Linked DNA regions of Mus musculus: region 2 is linked to region 1. The links are chromatin contacts, called in public HiChIP or PLAC-seq maps. All regions are on one chromosome and are shown on one strand. The core of a region is the stretch at or near the end of the contact, and the rest is flanking DNA. Distances in the headings are between cores, read along the strand shown. Region 1 has its middle 71 kb from the start of Lsm14a. Region 2 holds the start of Kctd15 (potassium channel tetramerisation domain containing 15).

Region 1 (5,757 bases), core at 720-3,219:
CCAATTTAACATTTTCCTTTATAAGCATTGCCTTGGTCATGATGTCTCTTTACAGCAATAAAACTCTAATCAAGACAGCTGTGGACCTGGACCATCTGCTAGCCCTTAGTCATTAACTGATGCTGGAACCTCCATCTTTGCAGGGACCTTAGAGTGTTGTCAACCATACCAAACTCTCTTTGTTCTTATAGTTCCTTGTCTGTGGGGTGATTGTGGCTATTGCAGTGGTGGGGCAGGGGCTAGGGGAGGGTCTGGTGTCTCTTTCCTGAAATGAGATAGGTAGAGACTTTCTTAAAGCTGTCACTGTTCAGGCATCAGAAGCAAGAATATTTAAATGGCAACAGTATTTGATGTATATTTCCTTGGGAGGGGTTGAGGAAGATCTTATGGAACCTATCTAGCCTGCTCACCTATACTGGCCCTGTTACCCCAAGTGTCTGCCTGCCCCTTCCAGTCTCCTTGGCCATCTCAACCCAGCTACTCACTTCTTCCTCTCTCATCTGGAATTTCCCTGATGATATTGTGTCCACACCAAGATTTCTTCTGACCCTGAAGTCTTTTCTTACCATGCGATATAAGAGAGCCACTTGTCATTTGCCCAGAGGTCTTTTCATGACCACCATGTAAGCCTGTAGGATTACAGATGTGCGCCCCCCTGTCTGGCTAAACCCATTAAGCTGTTTCTGCCAGGTGTTTGGCCACAGCTATGACAAAGCAGCTCTGTCAAGATGGGACCCTATTGTATGTTGAGGAGCATCTGGAATTGTGTTGTATTTTGGCTGCATTTCAAGTTCCTCATCCTTCGTCAAAAAAGGCCACATGTGTTGGCAGCCATGTCCATTCACCAGGCTGCCTCCTACCAGCAGAAGGTGGGGCTGGGGCTGGGGGGCTGACAAGCTTTCTCTCATCATGCCCTCTTGTCTGTCTACACCGGTAGCATTTCTGCAAGTTGATTTTCCCCAAGGGCTTTGTGGGCCATCTATGTTCCTCACTGAGTTCCTCTGTGTTGTATCAGCTCTACACTGGCAGATCTTTTGTGGCCACCCCGCCCCTGACCGCCCCGCCCCGACTGCCCTGCCCCTGACTGCCCCGCCCCTGACCGCCCCGCCCCTGACCCCCCCCCCCCCCAACACCCATCATCTCCTGACTGGGATGTTGAGGAGCAGTTGCCTTGAGTTCTTGACGGTTCTGTGGTTTAGCGAGATGATATTACTCCCACTCTCAGCCTTTGGAGGCTGAACACTGACTTCCCATCGTCCCACCCTCACCGCCCACTCAGGCTCCTGACCCGCTTCCACGTCTGCCGTATTGTTGTTATCTGGAAAGGCTGAGAATAGAAATATCCAGGTGGGACTACTTATGTTCCTTGCTAGAAACACTTATTTTATGCATGTGGGTGTTCGACTGCATGCATATCTGTACATGTGTGTCAAGTTCCCGCAGAAACCCAAAGAGGTCGACAGACTGCACTGGACTGGAGTTACAGACTGCTGTGAGCTGCCACGTGGGTGCTGGGATTTGAACCCAGGTCCTGTGGAGGAGCAGCAAGTGCTCTGAACCACTGAGCCATCTTGTGTCCTTGTATTAGCATTTGTCTTACAATGTGTGCACGTCATTTTGATGTTATAAGCTATAATCGAAACACATGGAAAACGTGTTAACAGGGTTTTGATGGATACCTTAGCAAAGCCTGTTCTAACTCTGTAAGTCTGTTCTGTTCAACAGATGTTCAACAGATGTTCAACAGATGTTCAACAGATGTTCAACAGATGTCTACAGAGGGAGTGTCAGAACCTCTGATTTCCAGTTTAGGACTTTACTTTTGTGAAGGGACCTGCTGGGTCATCTCAAATCACCCATGGCTACAGGACTGTATAAAGGTCTCCTTTTGCACAACCTCTTGTCTTAGCTCAGCTTCTGACCTCCCCTCTTCCCTTCATGGTTTCTTCCCTTCAAGGCTTCCCACTGTGGCAGTAATGGCCCCTATAGGCTCCTGTGTTTGAATGCTTTAGTCACCAGAGAGCTGAACTCTTTGAAAGGATTACAGGATTAGGAGGTGTGGCCTTGTTAGAGTAGGTGTGGCCTTGTAAGAGGTAGTGTGCCCCCTGGGGTTGGCCTTTGAGGTTTCAAAAGCCCATGCTAGGCCCAGCTCTCTCTGTCTCTGTCTCTGTCTCTGTCTCTGTCTCTGTCTCTCTCTCTCTCTCTCTCTCTCTTTCTCTGCCTGTGGAGCAGGATGTAGCTCTCAACTACTCCTCTAACACCATGCCTGCCATGCCTGCTGCCACACTTCCTGCCATGATGATAATCTGAAGCTGTAAACCAGCCTCATTCATATGCTTGCTCTTGTAAGAGTTGTCCTGGCCAATAGAACAGTGACTAAGACAACTACTTTTTCTTCTCCCTCTTTTTGATTCTCCTGCCTCAGCTCCCGAATGCTGGGCTTGTTTATTTATGTGTGTGCTATGTGTAGGCACGTGGAGGTCAGAACAACTTGCAGGAGCTGATCCTCTCTCTCCATCACAGAACCCAGGGACTGGACTCCGGTTGTAAGGCTTACATAGCAAGTACCTCTTTTTACCTGCTGAGCCAGCTCTCTAGCCCCCAAATGCTGGGATTGTCTTGGGGCACCACCACACTCTGTTCCCTTTTATAATTTTTATGCTTTAAAGTCCTTTTGGTAAAATATATAATAATTCTTATGTATCAGGACTTACTAATTTTTCCCTAAATTTACTATTAATAAATGTGATATTCACTCAAGGTAATTTGCTTAAGCTCATGTTAAATACTGATAACAGACATACTTTTTAAAACTAAAATTAGTTTATTTAAATATGTATTAATTCTGTGTATGTGTGTGTGTGTGTGTGTGTGTGTGTGTGTATGTGTGTGTGTGTGTGTGTGTGTGCATGTGTGAAGATAACTTAGTACAGAACTCAGTTCTCCCCCTCCCACAGTGTGGGCTGCAAGGATTGAACTTAGGCAGACTGGCATGGCGGCAAGCACCTTTGTCTGCTGTATCAATTGCTTATCCATTGTGGTGATAAAATACAATGACCAAAGCAACCTAAGGAGGAGTTTATGGTTTAAGGGTTCAGAGGGAGCGTCTGTGACAGTAGGGGAGGCATGGCACGGTGGCAGGAACAGGAAGTTGGGAGATCACATCTTCGCTGCATACAGGAAGCAGAGTACAAGAGCGGCAGAGGGTCTGTGATGAAACTCTCAAAGCCTGCCCCAGTGACAGACTACGTCCAGTAAAGGCTGTACCTTCTAGGGCTTCCATAACCTCCAAGAGCACCACTCACCAGGGCGTAAACACATAAGCCTGGGGGGGATTTCTTATTCAACCACCAGACACAGCTAAACCATTTCACCGGCCCTAGACCATAGTTTTTCCCTTGCACATCTGCTTACTTTTCTGGTTTATAGCTGAGCCTACTCAGAAAATAGTTCAGGCCCAGTAAACTATGAGCTGAAAACTCTTCCTGAGGAGACTCTGGCATATTGAGTTTCACATAACGTTTGCATTTACTAGGTGTGGTAACGTACACCTGTAGTCCTAACACAGCAGAACCTGAGACAGGAGGCTCATGGGTTCCAAGCCAACCTGGGCTACAGAGTTCAAGGCTAGCTTGGGCTACTGTTGGGAAGCCCATCTTAAAAAGCCACTAGTAGTAATAACGGAGTAACTCCAGTGAGTCTGAACATCGCAATCCTTCTGTAACGTTCAGAAGGATAACAGAAAGATTTGTTGTTCGTGGCCATGATGCCGTGTATAATTCCATTGCTCCAGGCCTCAGAAATCCTCCAGCGGACAGTACCGTGGAGGCCCACGTGGAGATGTGCTTCTGGTTGTGTGGGGATGTATTTGTCTGAGATGATGCTATCTCTGCTTCCTCCACCCTACAACCCTCTGAAAAGAGTGTTTCACAGTCTCCAGAAAGGCCTATAGAAAGGCGCTGGTGCAGTGCCCCCTGCTGGTGAGTGGCAGTTGAACATTAGCGGCATGTCAGAGATGGGCACAGTGAGTCCCCTTGCTGACACTGGAGCCGCCGGTAATGCTGAGCCTGCCAGGTTGTTTTAGATCACGTCCTTCAAGTAACAGAACCAGATCTGTAGAAAGCGAGCAGCTCACTGTTTTGTTTTTTCTGTTTTTATCTCTGACACAGGATGATTTGCTGTAGCTCAGTTTGGCTGATAAAATATACGGAAACGTTGGTATCTCTGCCTCTGCCTTACTTTATTAAACAAGTCATTTTGCTCCAGTTCCCAGGAGCTATAGCCTCCCGTCGCCAGGAAATCTGACTTGAGCCTCCCCAGAGAAGATTTAAGCGTGAAATATTTTAGGAGTGTTAATTTTGTTAAGCAATTAAGAGAGCTCTTTAAGGGAGCGAGTGCCCTTTCCTCTTTTACTTCAGTAGGATGAGTTAGCGTTCACTTATGCAGGTTTCGAAGTGGTCATGTTAAAGAGAATTAATTAAATCTAAGGCGAGATGAGTGTGTTAGGTTCTTATTTTACCTTTGACATTTCCTGAATGCAGTCGCTTGAGAATGCATAGTTATCTATTTCATTTTGCTCTTGCAGTAGGCATGGCTAAGCATGCCGGTCATTATCAGTTTTGTTGCTGTTGTTGTTGTTTTGGTTTGGTTGTTTGTTTTTTCCAGTGACTAAAATACCACAAAGAGCAACTCAAAGGAGAGAGGTACTTTAGCTCACAGTTTTCAGAGGCCTTAGTCCGTGAAGGCCAGGCTCCATTCACTCAGGCAGAACATTGTGGCAGTCTTTACCTCATGATAGATAGGAAGTAGACTATGAGAGACAGGAAGTGGGGAGGGACGAGCTTTCCCAAAGGATCCACATCCAGCAATATACCTCCTCTAGCTATGTCCCCACTTCCTAAAGTTTCTAGAACTTCCTAAAATAGCGTCACCAGCTTGGAATGAAAAATTTAACCCTTGATGCCAGGCATGGCCCTGGAGCCTGTAGCTAAGAGCTGTATCCTGATCCATAGGTTGGGCCTGGTGTAGGCTTTTAAAACCTCAAGGCCCACCCCCTGTGACACATCTCCTCCAGGAAGGCCACACCTCTTAATCCTTTCCAAACAGTTGTAGTAACCCGGGACCAAGCATTCAAACACATGAGCCTGTGGGGGCCAGTCTCAGTCAAACCACCACAGGTTCTCTGGGAAGGTAAGGCGTGCTCTTAACAATGGAACCATGAGTCCAGCCCAAAATACTGTCCTGCAAAGTAAACAAGCACCATTGCCACCACAAAAACAACCAAAAAAAAAAAAAAATCCCCCAAATGGGTGGGGGGAATACAAAGATGAAGAAAAAAAATTGTTTAATTTAGCAAGATGGCACTCCCTTGGAGGACAGATTGGTTGGGTTGTGGAAACAGACTCCTGCTTAGCACATGCTGGAGTGGATGAAGACAGGCTGGGGAATGGATGAACGGGGGAGACAGAATGAGAGGCTTGTCGGTGAGGAAGACTAGAGAAGCTGTCTCCAGAGAGATGGGAACTTGTATTCTTTAACATGGCGTTCACTGTAACAAAGTATCTGACATACGCAACTTAGGAAGAAAAGTGATTTGGTTACGGAGCAATCTTATGTGCTAAAGGCTGGGTCTCAACTCAGACCATGGGGCTTTTAGGAAGTGTCTGGGTCTTTTCAGACATAACCAGTGGATCGAACCACAGATGGATTGGTAATTCGATGGCATTCTATGGAACAGTGAAGCCAATGAGTTGGGCC
Region 2 (5,781 bases), core at 1,338-3,837, 190 kb after region 1:
CCAAGGGCAATAGAGGAACACACACACACACACACACACACACAGACACACACGCACATGCACACACTGACACACAGACACACACACTGACACACACATACACACAGACACACACATACACACAGACATACACACACAGAGAGACATGGAAAGGGGAGGAGGGAAGTCTACAAACATAACCTGGACTTCTCTGACACAGATTTAACCCTTATGTGTCAAAACTACATGCTATCCTGGGTACCCACATGGTGCTTTTTCTGTTAAACTTCTAGATCTCTGTCTTAACATTCAGCATGCAATGATAAAACATGGTCTGAGGTACATAGACTGAACCGATTCAATGGAAGGTAAGTGTCTCCCCTCCTATGATTTGCTTCACCTCTCCGCTGCCCTGGGAAGTTCTCTGACCTGAGACTGTTTGGGGGTGAGGGAGGGTGTTCTATCCTCCTGGAAGAGTTGGGTGGCTGTTCAGTCCCCTGCTTTGGACATCCCAGGTCATTTACCTCAAGGAAGTTTTTGAAAAACCAAAGCGGACCCAAGGGATGGGTTATCCAGTCCTGGGAGGGGGGGTGGGGGTGGGGGAGAGGATGCCATAAAGGAACACCCACTGAAGGTCAACAGAGATAGAATTCCCACCCAAATTCTACCAAAGCACCACATTTTTCCACTACCAGGACCCAACTCAGATGTGACAAGTAGCATCAAGCGCCCATCTACCAAGCTGCCCCAGCCTGCCCTCAGCCTGTTTCTCACAACACAAACCAGAAACTCACCATTGGAAGCCCCAGGCCTTAAGCCTTGACCCGAATCTCCACTGCTCCCTCTGCCAAACGCATCTGTGGTGGACCACGACCCTTCTTCCCAGAACACTGCTGAGATCACAAACATAGACGTGCAATTGATAAGAGACACAAGTTCCCTGCACCAAACACCAGGACCCAGACGCGGCTGAGGCTTGGCCAAGCCGCCTGTTGCAGGGACCTCAGCGGGTTTGCAAACTGGCCCAGCATTGACCCGCTTCTCCAAGCTGTGGTGGGAGACCCCGGTCCCGCGCCCACCCGCAGCCGAGCCCCGCCCGCCCGAGCAGAGGGAAGTGAGCAGAATGCCACGCTCATTTACACACAAAATGATTTTGTGTCCCATTGTGCTCGCAGTTGTTCAGCTCTCTGGGGGTGATTAAACTGGCTGAGCTGCGGCAGCTTGAGACGATTTCACTAAATCGCTTCTTCGTGAAGTCGCTTCTTTTGCTAAGCTGTTATCTTAACCATAAAAGGTAAACAGAAGGCGCCTCTCCAGTTCCCTTCAGCTCTTACGCCCAGGGCGCTTGCCCGAGGCAGCAGTGCCAGGGGCCTGCAGGACTGTCCAGGGGTGGAACGGGAGGGACGCAGCGGGCCACCTGGTGCGCGCCAGCGGGGCCGCAAAGCCAGCCGGCCGGTGTGAACTTCGGGGCTACAGGATCCGCTGGGCCGAACCTCCGGCCCCGCGGGCGGGGTGGCCAAGGTACCCGAAGGGCCCAGCGAAGAAGGGGTGGGAGTGCGGTGGGGGGCGGAGACAAAGTTAAATCAAGAGGCAGACACTTCAAGACCACAGATGGGAAGCTCGCCTAATTAAGGACGTAAAAGCGCTTTTGTTCTCAAAGTTTATTGTTGCCGGGATTTAAAAAAAATTAATTGAAACTAATGCTGTTATTCACTCGCGCAGTTAAATTCCTTCATGCACATTTGAGACACGGAGTGAAAACTTGAAGGTTTATCTTTCTACAGTCGGGGGCTTCTCGAGGGAGGGTAGAGAGGTGCTACTGTGACGCGAGAGTGGGAGAATGAGGGTGTTCGCATCCAGATGAGGGGGTGCGTGTGGGCAGTGGAAATCTAGAGACCGCGGTCCGGTCTTGGGGCGGCGCGTTCCCCGCCCCACATCCTTCCTGAGCTTGGAACCACCACCAGTGCGTCTAGCATGAGACTCGTAGGGTGGGCGTCAGAGAACGCACATCTGTCCCGTTAGAGACTTTTTTCTTTTCTATAAATTGGGCGCCAACCCGGTCCTGTGAGCCCCGAAAGCCCAGCTGCATGGAGCCGGTTTCAGACTCAGGAAAGTCATCAGCTCTGCAGGGCACTCGAGCCCATACTGGAACCAGAGTGCGGAGGACCTGGACGCATATTCCGCACAGCAGGATGATCAGAGCCCGGCCGAGTGGGGAGGGTCCACCCGCGGCTAGGACCAGCCCACGTGGGCACCCCCCCGCCCCGTGCGCGCCAGGCCTTTGTGCTGGGCGCCCCCACGCCGCCAGCCCCTGCGCTCAGCAGAGGGACAAAGCAGCCGCCCCCCCGCCCCCAGCCTAGGTCCCGGCCCGGGGCCGAGTGACTTTCTCGGAATTGCAGCCACTTTGGGAACCAGGGGTGTGCGGCACTGAGCGGTGGCCGCCCGTGCTGGGCTTACCTCGGAGCCGGAGCAGTGGATCGGGCACCGGCGCAGCCCCCGCCCCCCGCAGCCGCCGGTGTCGGGCGCCCGGCGCAGCCCCGTCGCCTAGCGCTCGATGCGCGCGGGTCGCTCCGGTCTCGTCCTGGAGTTACTTTCTCTCTCGCCCCCAACCCTCCCCCCACCCACCCCTCCCGCCCCGGCCCCCGCTCCGCGCGGCCCCTCGCGGCGCGCCGCGCCGGGGCCTCCCCTCCCCGCCCTCCCCTCGCCTCCTCCCTCTTCGCCGCGGCCGCCGCCGCCTCCTTTTCGCGCAGCTCTCCGGCTGCCCTCCCGCCGCTCCCACCTCTTCTCCTCCCTCTCTCTCCAGCGGCCTCCCCCGATGGCTGGAGGGGAGAAAATAGCCCCCCAAAACCAGCCGGTAGCCTGTGCGCCTCGCCGCGGCCCAGCCCGGATTGCAAAGGGCAGCGATCCGGTTCCAAATTACCCCGGCGCGGCGAGCGCGAGCGGGCGCGCGCGGGCGACTCCTGGCTCGGGGCTCGGCTGCGCCTCGGGGCAGAGGATTAGAGTCGCAATTAGCTCCGCGCGCCCGCGCCTGCCGCGCTCCGCGACAAAAAAAAAATGCACCGTTCCCCACCGCCACCACTTCCTTCCCACCTCGCGATCCCCACCCGTGGGTCCCGGAGCCCCGTGCCTGGGTGCCAGGGGGCTGGACCAGTACCCTTCCGGGAGCGCTGCGCCCGAGCCCCGCGCCCTCTGCGCCCCAGCCCCCCGCCGTCCGGCCACGCGGCGCCCGGGCCTCCTCCGGGCTCGAGGAGGGGGCGGGGGAGAGGCTGATTTTAATCATTGTCATTTCATCTGATGTAATATTTCCCCGGGCGCTTTCAGCTGGGCATAAATTTTCGACTCCCAAATAAGTAACACAGGGCACGTTTCTCACATTTCTCGACTCCTCGGTTACAAAGAGGAGAGAAGCAGCCGCCGCCGCGGCGCCCCGGGGCTGAGGGCGGGACTTGGTGTGGGGAGGGGAGAGAAACTGGGCTGCCAGGCGGCTTACCTCCCTCTCTCCCTCCCTCTCTCCCCGGGTCTCGGCCCCGGCTGCCCCTCTCCCGGGGAGCAGCGCCGGCCGTGACGTCTGCGGACACGCGGTGGCCACCGCGGGGGAGGGGAGCGCGGGGCACCCGGCCCGTCGCCTGCGGCCACTCGCGCCATTTCCTGGACGAGCGCGGCGCGATGGAGACGGCGGCGGCCAAAGGTCCCTGCGGCGCGGAGGCCTGCACCCAGAATGCCCCTAGCTGCTCCCCCGCTGCCCCTTCCTCCTCCTCCTCCTTCCCTTGCGCCCCGCCCGTCCCTCCTCCTCGACCATTTCTCGGCTCCTAGGAAACGGATCGCGGCCGGTGCGCTTTGCCCAGACTGCGCCCCCGCCTGGTTCCCGGGACTCCCGGGCCAAAGGCAGGCTTTCGGCTAGGAAGGCGGGTGCGCTTCGGCCGGGAGCAGCGGCGCGGGCCCCCCTTTACAGACTCCGGCCGGGCCTGGGCGCCCTCTACTGGCCAAACTCCTGGGGGTGCTCTCGAGGCCAGACGGGAACACTGGAGAAAGATAATGGGGGTGGGGGCTTGGGGAGAGGACCCAGTCTCCCCTTATTCAGGGGACCTCTAGTGCGGAGAGAGCATCCGTCCGCGCGTCTGTAACTTCACGCGGGAATAAGAAACTTTCCTCCTGAGGGAGTTATTTATTTATTTATTTATTATCTCAAACTACTGGAGAAGGGGGAAATTTTCTCATTAAAGTTACATCCCCGCAGTTAGTTCAATTACTTGATATATGCAGAAGATGTTGTAAATTTATAGATTTAAATAGCTTACAAAGATGCCGCAGGCCCCATCAGTTAATTTCCTTAATTTATGGATTTTAAGCTGCTCCTAGAACAGAAAGGGGCCCGCGAAGTAGGTCAGGGATCTGTGCTGTGGGGGCCCATGGTCGCCCACGTTTGCTTCCCAGGCTCTGAAACCACCCTGGACTAGCTCCCAGCTTTGCTTAAACAGTGCTACTCTTCTGGTGAGCATGCAGGTGAGGGAGGTCCTGTTCGGCTGGATGGTCTGCTCAGTTCTTTGCTGGCTTCCCCAGGCTTTGGACAGCTCAAGGTAGTAGAACTTAGAAACAGTAAACCCCCCCAGTGTTGAAAAAGCTGACCCTTAGAATGAGGTGAAAAGCACTTTGCAAGAATGGTGACCTCAGTAGAGCAAGCTGCTATGTGAATGCCCTCAGCTTCAGAGAGAAAACCTTTCCTAGGCTTTGAAACAGGGAGAGCCAGGAGAGTATGCTAGGCTCACTTGAGGAGTGACGCTCTGAAAACTGCTTGTCACCGCCCGACGGGCCTCAGTACCCCCTCTCTTCTTGTCACCTGCATGGCTGTGGGTGAGTCTTTGTTTTGTGTTCAATACGGGTGAATACATACATATAAATTCATACTTAAAAGATTGGAATAAACTCAACTGTTTTAGGAAGCCACATGGCAATGTGATTAGGACTGGTATTCATGATTTAACATTTCTTTTCCCTCTAGATGAAGTTTCTAAGATTCACAAGGCACATGTCAAGGACGGGTGTATAAATGGATTTTTATTTATTCACAACTCCACGACTAATTGCTTCCCCTTGCCTCAAGGCCACGAGATTGGTTTTAATATGACACTTCAAAAGTATTCATAGAACTCCAGAGATAGCAAGTGTCATTGTTTAAGAGACAAATCTCACCGTGATACTGCTGACCCTGAAAAATAGCAGGTTTCACTTTATTTTAAATTCCCACATGTTTCTTTTTTTTTTTTAAGTTCCACTTGATACCAACTATATTAAAAATGCACAATTTAATCAGAACAAGGGCTGACCATTTTGAAGGACCTTTATTTCCTTGATGCTCCCGGTCTTTGTCTCCACCGTCTATCGTCTCTCATCGAATGGCTGAGCTCTGTGTGCGTCACGAAGGGTAAGCTTCGGTCTGAGTTTTGTCTCAGGTGTTTTAAAAGTTCCTGGCTAAGGCTGGAGAGATGGCTCACTAGTTGTGGCCATATGCTCCTCCTGCAGGAATTCAGTTCTCAGCACCCACACAGCAGCTTACAACTGCCTGTAACTCCAGCTCCAGAGGACCCAACATTCTCTTCTGGCCTCCGAGGGCATCTGCACCCCCCCCCCCCGCCCCCATGCATATCCAAGAATAAAATAAAGCTTTTTTTCTTTTTTAAGTTTCTAGCTAAATGTCAACTACCTCTTACACCAAGAGAAATTGGCATAGCCCACAATAGGTGTTTAGTGGTCTGTCGTATCCAATGCAGCAGGGGTACGTTTTTAAATTGAGAATATGTAATC

The links. HiChIP or PLAC-seq counts read pairs in DNA pulled down with a chosen protein or histone mark.
Region 2: a contact with region 1 is called in an H3K4me3 HiChIP or PLAC-seq map of embryonic limb bud, with 4 times the contacts expected there. The contact joins the promoter of Kctd15 here to the enhancer-like site in region 1. A contact is called at or near these places in 5 of 39 promoter capture datasets (cancer-associated fibroblasts, cranial neural crest, neural stem cells and 2 more), 9 of 484 Hi-C or Micro-C datasets (bone marrow-derived macrophages, cerebellum, cortical neurons and 4 more), 21 of 115 datasets of contacts at active chromatin or transcription factors (craniofacial prominence, differentiating embryonic stem cells, embryonic basal ganglia and 12 more) and 3 of 9 other capture datasets (adipose tissue, liver and pancreatic islet).

What each region holds. Positions count from the first base shown.
Region 1 is chr7:34,458,287-34,464,043 of GRCm38.p6, forward strand. No RefSeq gene overlaps it. Among named protein-coding and RNA genes, the nearest start is that of Lsm14a, 71 kb to the left of the region's middle. Within about 2 kb of position 1,970, at least 6 of the 459 cell types and tissues checked have an H3K27ac peak or open chromatin away from gene starts, as enhancers often do. A contact at or near this core is called in differentiating embryonic stem cells and embryonic limb bud, where this site is marked.
Region 2 is chr7:34,651,811-34,657,591 of GRCm38.p6, forward strand. It overlaps Kctd15 (potassium channel tetramerisation domain containing 15), which reads right to left and starts at 2,588. Exons shown (of 7, transcript NM_001360820.1): 1 at 2,437-2,588; 2 at 774-872.